Regions from separate parts of the Mus musculus genome. Here region 1 is linked to region 2. Evidence: chromatin contacts called from public Hi-C data. All regions are on one chromosome and are shown on one strand. The core of a region is the stretch at or near the end of the contact, and the rest is flanking DNA. Distances in the headings are between cores, read along the strand shown.

Evidence for each region. Hi-C and Micro-C count contacts between places; a contact is called where the count stands out from the background.
Region 1: a contact with region 2 is called in a Hi-C map of liver, with 2.6 times the contacts expected there. The contact joins two enhancer-like sites. A contact is called at or near these places in 2 of 484 Hi-C or Micro-C datasets (cortical neurons and liver).

Annotation. Positions count from the first base shown.
Region 1 is chr17:63,407,806-63,412,323 of GRCm38.p6, forward strand. The region is part of intron 4 of Fbxl17 (F-box and leucine-rich repeat protein 17); the gene reads right to left. Among named protein-coding and RNA genes, the nearest start is that of Fbxl17, 91 kb to the right of the region's middle. Within about 2 kb of position 2,491, at least 6 of the 459 cell types and tissues checked have an H3K27ac peak or open chromatin away from gene starts, as enhancers often do. A contact at or near this core is called in liver, where this site is marked.
Region 2 is chr17:63,177,308-63,181,719 of GRCm38.p6, forward strand. All of the region lies in intron 7 of Fbxl17 (F-box and leucine-rich repeat protein 17), which reads right to left. Among named protein-coding and RNA genes, the nearest start is that of Gm41607, 120 kb to the right of the region's middle. Within about 2 kb of position 2,929, at least 10 of the 459 cell types and tissues checked have an H3K27ac peak or open chromatin away from gene starts, as enhancers often do. A contact at or near this core is called in liver, where this site is marked.

The sequences.
Region 1 (4,518 bases), core at 1,241-3,740, 230 kb after region 2:
GTCTGGTAAGAATCTAACCTGATCCTCAGGACACACTGCATAGATTACTCAGTCCCGAGGTTCAAACGGAGTTGTGACAAAAATGAAATCAGGAGTGCATTATTCCCCTTCAACTCTGTCCTGCTAAAGAACAAGAGACTCCTATTTAGTTGTCCTCCAAAGCCATGTTACATTTTCAAAGTGATACAGAATGATTTCCAGTAAGCCATAATTTCAAAAACAATACATTTCCCCTCTAAAGGTGGGAGATATAATAATGACCAAGGGGGAGCAAGGCAAAGGGCAGTGCCAGTTTCTGCTTCCTCCAGCAGTGCTGCCCTTAGCACAGCATGAGGCTCTCCAGGAAACTACCTCAGAGTCAGTCTTTGCATCCTCCTCCTGTAGCCACATCCACAGGCTACTGTGTCACAAACATAGCCATATAAAACTATGTAATGTATACATTTATTGCTTTACATGTCTATATATTAAATAACATGGCTTCAATGACGTTCAGATGACTTAAACAACTACAAGGAAATCAGCATTATCTTCATCAAAGAGATTATTCAATTAATGTTTAAAAATTTGAAATATAGGGCTGGAGAGATGACTCAGAAGTTAAGAGCACTGACTGCTGTTCCAGAGGTCCTGAGTTCAATTCCCAGCAACCACATGATGGCTCACAACCATCTGTAGTGGTATCTGGTGCCCTCTTCTGGTGTGTCTGAAGACAGCTACAGTGTACTCATATACATAAAATAAGTAAGTCTTTAAAAAGAAATTGAAATATATAATAATGCATAGCTATGGTTTATCTTTTGATATAATGAAATGTTTTTCTCAATTCCTGGAATACGTTAAGATAAAAAATAATCATAGAAAAACATATTTATTCTAACAATAAAAGTGACCAAGAAATTATTTAACATGCAGCATATTTTAATTTATACAAGGAATATAAACAGATTTTAAAGTTCCTCACTTGTTTGGTCATATGATCCTTTAAAAGTTGTATTCCGGATCAGGGGCACAAGTCCCTTCCGGTCTGGCTAGCACCAGAGTAGCTAAGACGCGGAGTCAGCTGATAACCGCCAGCTACCCACAAGACATGCCACGGGATCTTAAGACCTCTGGCTAGTGGAACACAGTGTCTGCTCCAATCCAATCGCATGGATGCTCACAGTCAGCTATTGGATGGATCACAGGGCCCCCAATGGAGGAGCTAGAGAAAGTAACCAAGGAGCTAAAGGGATCTGCAACCCTATAGGGGGAACAACATTATGAACTAACCAGTACCCCGGAGCTCTTGACTCTAGCTGCATATGTATCAAAAGATGGCCTAGTCAGCCATCAGTGGAAAGAGAGGCCCATTGGACACGCAAACTTTATATGCCCCAGTACAGGGGAACGCCAGGGCCAAGAAGTGGGTGGGTAGGGGGATTGGGGGAGGGTATGGGTGACTTTTGGGATAGCATTGGAAATGTAAATGAGGAAAATACCTAATTTTTTAAAAAGGGGAAAAAAGGTGTATTCCACAAAACCTTGATTATAAAATCAAAACATTGTTTTTATGTTTCTTCATTAATTGCTACATGTTCGTAGATTCAAAAATAAATTCATAAAAAAGAAAAAATTCAGGTACTTTCACAATAATACAGTAACTTCATTTTTACTTAGTAGAAAAAGGTTTTACTGGTTGTGGGAATTTAAAAGAATTTTGTTAAGAGTTAAAGCTCACTCCTAGAATTCCTCAGGCCTGTGTCCATGGAAAGCCTGCCTTGGCTCTATGCTTGCTGTATTGCAGCTCCCAGAGTGTAAGAGCAGCAGATAACTCTACAGACACATTAGTCCATCCCACTCGGAGTCTTAGCTCCACACACTGCACTGCTTTGCTCTGACTGCAAACCCCAATCTTAAAACTCCAAAGAATGTAAATCCTTCCAAGGGTTTTATAAATGACACTTCTGCAGTCTGTTTCGAGCTAAACAACCTTAGACAAATCACTTAGGAAATGGAGCTTTTAAACAGATATCACTACAAACAGATTTTAAAGTTTCTACACAGCTATTAGTGAGAAACAGGAAACAGTAATGGCTGACTGTCCTTTCTGTAAACTCCTTAGCACTGGGGCTTTCAGCTTCAGAGTGCCTTTGATTTGGGGACTGCTTAAACAGCCCTCATGCGAAAATCTAAAGTATGAAATACTCCAAAATCTGATACTGGAAGATTAAAAGTATCCCACTTTCACTAAGACCCAGAGCGCCCATGGCGATTAGTGAGGAACTATGAGAAGTGGCCAGCAAAACTCCATGGTCCTGACAAGCATGCAGAGATACTAAGGAAAGCTTGAAATACTGGCTTCTAAGCTATTCTTCTGTGTGGCCCAACATGTTACACTCAGAGAAACCATTTTCAAATATAAAATTATCCTCCTAGATTCTAACCCATCCAGGTGTAAGAGTCTGTGGCTCAAAGTCCAAGTCTAGGGGAGATGAGCTGAGTGGAGTTTGGTTTCTAGTATCATGTGACACATGACTCTGCAGGACCTCTGTCCCTACCCCACTACAGGTACTTAAAGTGTCAGCATGTGAAGAAAACATTTGTTCTGACATGAAAAAGAAGAAAACTAGAGTTCGACGCAGAACCACTGATGAAAGAGTTCTCTTCCTATCTGCTGAATATCTTTAACTTACAAGTATCTGAGCCAAGCAGGCCCAGAGAAAACAGTCAAGAGCAACAATGATAGAAATTAACACCCAAATGAGACCAAGGAATCAAAGGCTCCATCGTTGGACTTAGGAGCTGAGTGAAGGCCAGAGTCGGGGCTTCAGGAAAGCCTGCTCTTCTGCAGGTGCTGTGCTACAACTCCACGCGGGCCATGTGCACATCTCACCTCCTGACAGGACTATGACTTTCCTGCAAGCACGGACTATTGTCTCATTGACATTTGCAGCCCCTGCTCCATCTAGCTCACATTCATTTAATATTAGGCAAATTAATTAAATATGATGCCTTCTCAAGAAAACTGGTGCTTATATTGACATTTGAGCAAAGCAATAGTTTGAGTTAAAGTCAAAATATTTATCATTAGGCAAGTTTGGTTTTTCTTTATTTTATCTTTCATTTTATTAAGATTATGTGTCCACATGGTTTAATCATCAAGTAACTCCAGAAGGCTTGTTTAAATACAGAGGACTAGTCTCTCCCCAGCCTCCCACCATTTACCTCCCTTCCCAGAGGAAAACATTTTTAGTTCCATCAGATCTTTCTAGAATATGCTTCCATACTTTCAAATGCCTATACTGACAGTTTTTAATATAAAGTTTGAGTCATATTCCATGTATAACAGTGAGACTTGGGCTCTGTCTGGATCCAACTTATTCTGTGGTAATTTAGGTTGAGCTCTTATTATATAATTACAACCATATAAACAGTTCCGAGCTCAGCCACATCATGGGCTCTTCTCACCACAGCTTTGGTTTACCTGAGTGAATATGTGTCTGGGATCAGGTTTTGTTCCTTTGTGTTTTCCTAGCTTAGTTTTCTAGGTGTGTAAGAGGAATTCTACACCAATGTCATCTTTACTACATAAGATCTCATGACTTCTGCTGTGACCCCTTGACATTTTAAGAAAAAAAAAAAAAGAATGTTGAAACTGTTCTAACAATGTTTCATTTACCAACCTGTGTTTTACTCAACAGGAGGCTGCCTGAGGTTCTATATCCATTCCATATATCACAATGTTACAGGACATTCCACTGATGAGGTAAGGTGAAAAAATGTAAAAGCTAACAGAGAGACACAGAGCACCTGAAATCCTGGCATCAGACAGCTGTAATAAAAGGGTCACACACTTAAGACTCCATCTCCAGAAAGGAAACAGAGAGCATGCTGACAAGCGATGCTAATGAGATACAGTGAAGGGGCAAAGGGCATGATGTGTGATAACAGACCTCAGCATGCCACCTCCAGTTTCCTTAGCTATAAACAGGAAGTGCTGGAAATATCACAGGTGGATTTCTGACCTCTCTCAGAGAACAACGTTAGAATAGTAAGGCTTACATAGAAACCTTATCTAGGCACACGCCCACCAAGAGAGGGTGCAGAATGATGGAAGGCCTGCAAGTTCCTGAGTAACACAGAGGGAATCAGAAGGGCAAACTTCTGGATTCTTTGGGAAGTCAGTTATGTCAAATGTTTTCCTGGGACACACAGTGAAAGGATGTATTGCTAAAGCAGGCATGTAAAAAAATGTTTCCCTAAAGCAGACACAGGTGAAAGGATGTTTTGCTAAAGCAGGACACAGGAAAGGACACGTGCTGTTTTGAACGAATTTAAATATGACCCACAGACACTGGGAGCTGGAGCACTGGTTTGCTTTGCTCCGCTTTGCTGATCTTCACTGACTACACGCATGTATTGGTTCGCCTTCCATTGCATGGTTGAGTTTTGTCTGTAGTGACGCTATAGAGAGAAACTTCTCATCCTGTGGCTTATTGCCGATTCTGTCGAGGACTCAAGCCAGTTGGCGAGCCT
Region 2 (4,412 bases), core at 1,679-4,178:
AGGAAAAGGAATGAGGGAGAAGAGATTAGGAAATCATAGAAGAATGTAGTCAGTTCTACTGGAAAGTGTTCTTAAATCACAAATTATTACACAAGGGTGCATATCCTGCAGACCAAGCAGAGGAGCTGGAGAGGAACGGAGCAGGAAGGAGATGCTCTCGCTGAGGGCTGGAGTTTAGTTCCCACACCCAGGTCAGGAAGCTTACACCTGCTGTAACTCCTGCTCTAGGGTGATCTGACACCCCCTTCCGGCCTTTGAAGCAACTGTACTCACGTGGCATATACATGAGAGTAAAAATTGATCCTTTTTTTAAAAAGGGGGAGTGGACAATATGAGCATGATGTAAATGTGTTTGCACATATCAAGTACCCTTGAAAACCACTAGACGACCACGGAACACTGTCCCACAGCTAAGTGAAGCAAGTTGGACTTCACCTCGCACAGGAAAGCACAAGCTGGAAGTGGCTCTCTGCTCCTGTATTTCACCAGCGTGGCACGGCCCGGGTGTGAGCCAAACTCATCCAAATCCGGGGGTCATCTTTCTGTCTGACTCCAGATAACTTCTGGGGACACTTCACTATAACCTTCCTTAACTGTTAATCAGCATACAGCGGAACATGATTCCAGGTTTTGTTTTGGGTTGGTCCCCCCTCCTCAGGTTCCTCACCCAGCTTCTCACATGGAGCCTGCTCCCTCCAGCACTCTGTACCTGTCAGGCCCCATTCACCTGCCTCTTAACAGTTTTGTAAGCTGTACCCACACTCACTTCCCAACACACACACACACACACACACACACACACACACACACACACACACACACACAGACGGTCAGAAGCTGGCATCCATGTATAGGAGAGAAGGTGCTTCCTGTCTCTTTGAGCCTGGGTTAACTTATGGTATATTTTCAAGTTCCCTCAATTTGCCTGATGGTTTGTAACTGCCTTTTAGTTGACGTCTAAATATAATTTCATTGTATTTCAAACACAGCTTTCTGATTCAACTCCCCCAAATACCCCTGCTGATTTGTGTATATACACAGTAGTAGTGTTATATAATCTTAAGTGTTTGACACATGTAAACCTGAGCACATTTTGAGCATTTCTTCCTGACTGTATTCTTCCATATTCTCTGTGTGTAATGCAGTGAGTTTTCAAACCATGTATGCTGGGCTGGTGAGAGGCTCAGCAGGGAAAACCACTTGTTGCCCTGCCTGATGTCAGTCCCAGGACTCCCAGTGGGAGGAGAGAACAGAGTCCTCAGCCTTGCCCTCTGATCTTCTTTTTTTTTTTTTTTTGTTTGTTTGTTTGGTTTTTTGAGACAGGGTTTCTCTGTGTAGCCCTGGCTGTCCCGGAACTCACTCTACAGACCAGGCTGGCTTTGAACTCAGAAATCTGCCTGCCTCTGCCTCCCGAGTGCTGGGATCAAAGGCGTGCGCCACCACGCCCAGCTGTCCTCTGATCTTCATACAGGCACTATGGCGAGCCCTTCACAAGCAGTGAAAAAAGGTAATAAAAAATGTGAAAAATATGTAGGTCACCTCATAACTGAGGTCACTATAAATAATAGCTTATTGTTGTATTACGGATCAGAGAAAGGGCAGAGGACAGAGTCAATCCCGTTTTAGTGGATAAGTGAAACAAATGTCTGTGTACACTTCCTGCTACTCTGCATCTGTTGATAAAACCAGCCACCAATTTATGTGGTTGTTGGTGCTTGAGGCTGTCATCCCACCCACAATCCTGCACCTCTCTGTCACCTTCACCAAACGAGTCCCCATATCTACCCGCAGTGTCCACGATGCAACAGTGTCTCCACTGCCTTGTCAGCCTTGACACAAGGCTCATCACCCCACATCGCGATTCTGGGTACCTACAGTCCTCATGTGCTCAGCCTTGACACATGGCATACCACCCGCAACGTGCCTCTGTGTGCTTACAGTCCTCATGTGCTATATTTTGAGCAATTTAGAAGGTTCTTTGTATATGTGTTAAGATTCTGAATGTTTAGCTGGCTGCCTAACACAGGGGAGGTGCCAGGAAATTTAAGAGAAAAAGGAAGAACAAAGGAATGTCATTCCTGTTCATTGTCCCGCACCGCTTGTACAGAACAGGTACTTAAAAGGCATTTGCTGGGTGAAGAAAATGCAGGAACAGTGGGCATTTGAGAGGCAAGAAGACAGCATGCAATGTTTTGTGTTGAAAGGTCAAAGTCCTTGCCTAACTATCATAATATGGATCCTATAGATTTCTGAGGAGGAAGCAGGCTAAACTAGCCTGTAAAACGGGGAGGACTGTTAATTCCAAGAGAAGTTTTCTGATTTCAGCAGGTCAGCTGTTATGCCTTCCAGCCAGGTGCCTGTCCATCCTATCCTGAGCACCTTCAAAGATTTAGATGTAGAAAACAGTATTGTATAATCAGGAGGTCCCTTTAACATAAAACAAGTTCTTTGCTATTTCACCCCTCTTCTCCCATTTCTAGATTGTGTCAATGGAGAACTGGTCAATGCTGGAACAGTAACATAGCATATAGTCACCATTAATAGTCTTAGATTGGCTCTTCACCTTCCCCTTTTCAAAACCTTTCCCCATATGACCTTTTACATTCCAAAAACATTTTACATTTCTTTACTGACTTTTTACTAATTTTTAGATTCTTCCTCTTAAAGTGTGGAAACTCATCAAATAGTTTAATAAAAACTTATACAATCTCAAACATAACAATGAATGATTCCCTAAATCCTAGTATCACATGAGTTTTACAGCACACTTGGCCGAAAGCTAGCAAGCTCTGACTGCCCTGTGCCTCTTACTCTCTGGACAATGGCTCACAGTGTGCTCATTTGGTTGCATCTCTCAATAGCTTGTGGCTAGACCTTTGGGCCTGGAGACTGTCCAGGACGTGCCTTATCTTAGTTTTCTACAGATCTTGCCACAGGACCTAGACACACCTACTGCAGAGCAAAACTACTCAGAAAGCCTCCTTGTGCTCCAACAGGTACCACTGTTCCCACCCACCTCAAGTCCACAGTCCATTTCCGGTCATGTCTGCTCTCAAAGTGTGTGTGCTGCCTGCATAGACTTTGCTCACAATATAACCTTGAATTTGTTCTCTATTTCTCAAATATGATTTATATAATTTATTACCATGATTTTGAATTCCAGTTCTAGCTTTCCAAGTATCTGTAACTTCTGTTAGCTTACTGTAATCTCCAAACTTAATAAGTATGCCTTTAATTCTGTCACCTATGCAATAATGAAAATGCAGAGCAGAATCCTAATGGTCTCCAATCAGAGGACCCTGTGCTTTATGGGAAAGACATTACATGGGAAGATCACATGTACCTAGTAGACAAAACTCTTACCTATCGATAAAGATGGAAATTTATGAAGCTCAGTTAAAGCTAATGCTAACATGATAATGACTTTATCCATCCCTATCTTTTAGTCTGTGGATTAATAATTCATCACAGAATGAAGTTTTATCACTTTGGGTATTTACAAAACAAACAAAAAATTATAACCAATATTTACTACCCTAGCTTATCATTGCAGGTATATATATTAACACACACACACACATATATATATGTATGTATGTATATGTCTGCCATCAATCCCAAGACTTTGAATTTTGTCTGTCACTCAAGTGTTTACCATCATCCTCAGTCCTCAATAGAATGTTTAAAACTTCAATAAATGGAGCTGGGAAGACAGTTCAGTTAGTAAGCTGCTTGCCTTGCAAAACTGAGCACTGAGTTCAACTTCCAGTAAAAACCTGGCCATATGTGGCTGCAGCTGCCAGGGCTAAGGACACAGCAGGTAGGCAGCAGTCTCAAGCTTGGTGCTAGGGACTGTTCTCTGCCCTGCACACATAGCACACGTACATGAACACACACATACACATTGCCCTGCAAACACAGCACATGTACATGAACACACACATATACACACACCTCTTTGGTAACTGAGTAGAGTTTTAAATTGTAGAATTAAATTTCATAGAAAGTAGTACAAACTGCAGCAACAGTCTTCATTGGTGTAAGGATGCAGACAGGAGCCTGGTAAATGCAGAGGACTGAGCCGAGAGGAGCCAAGCAGATGTGAAATGCATCTGGACATGAGGGCCGGACATGGAGCTCAGCAGTAGGGTGTGTGCTTGGCTGCGGCTCTAGAGCAATAATGTTGATGAGATTATGATGATAATAACGATAATGATAATAATAATAGTAATAATACAACCACTGCTGCTGAGATTTAAACAATAAAGGAACTCTCAACTGATGTGAATACAGCTAAGAATACTTCTTTACTCTCTAGACCTCACACTGCACACTGTATGACAGAGTTAAGAAAGAGCATATAAATTTTAATGTATCTGTGGTATTCTTTCTTCAGTTGCACATTTAAACTA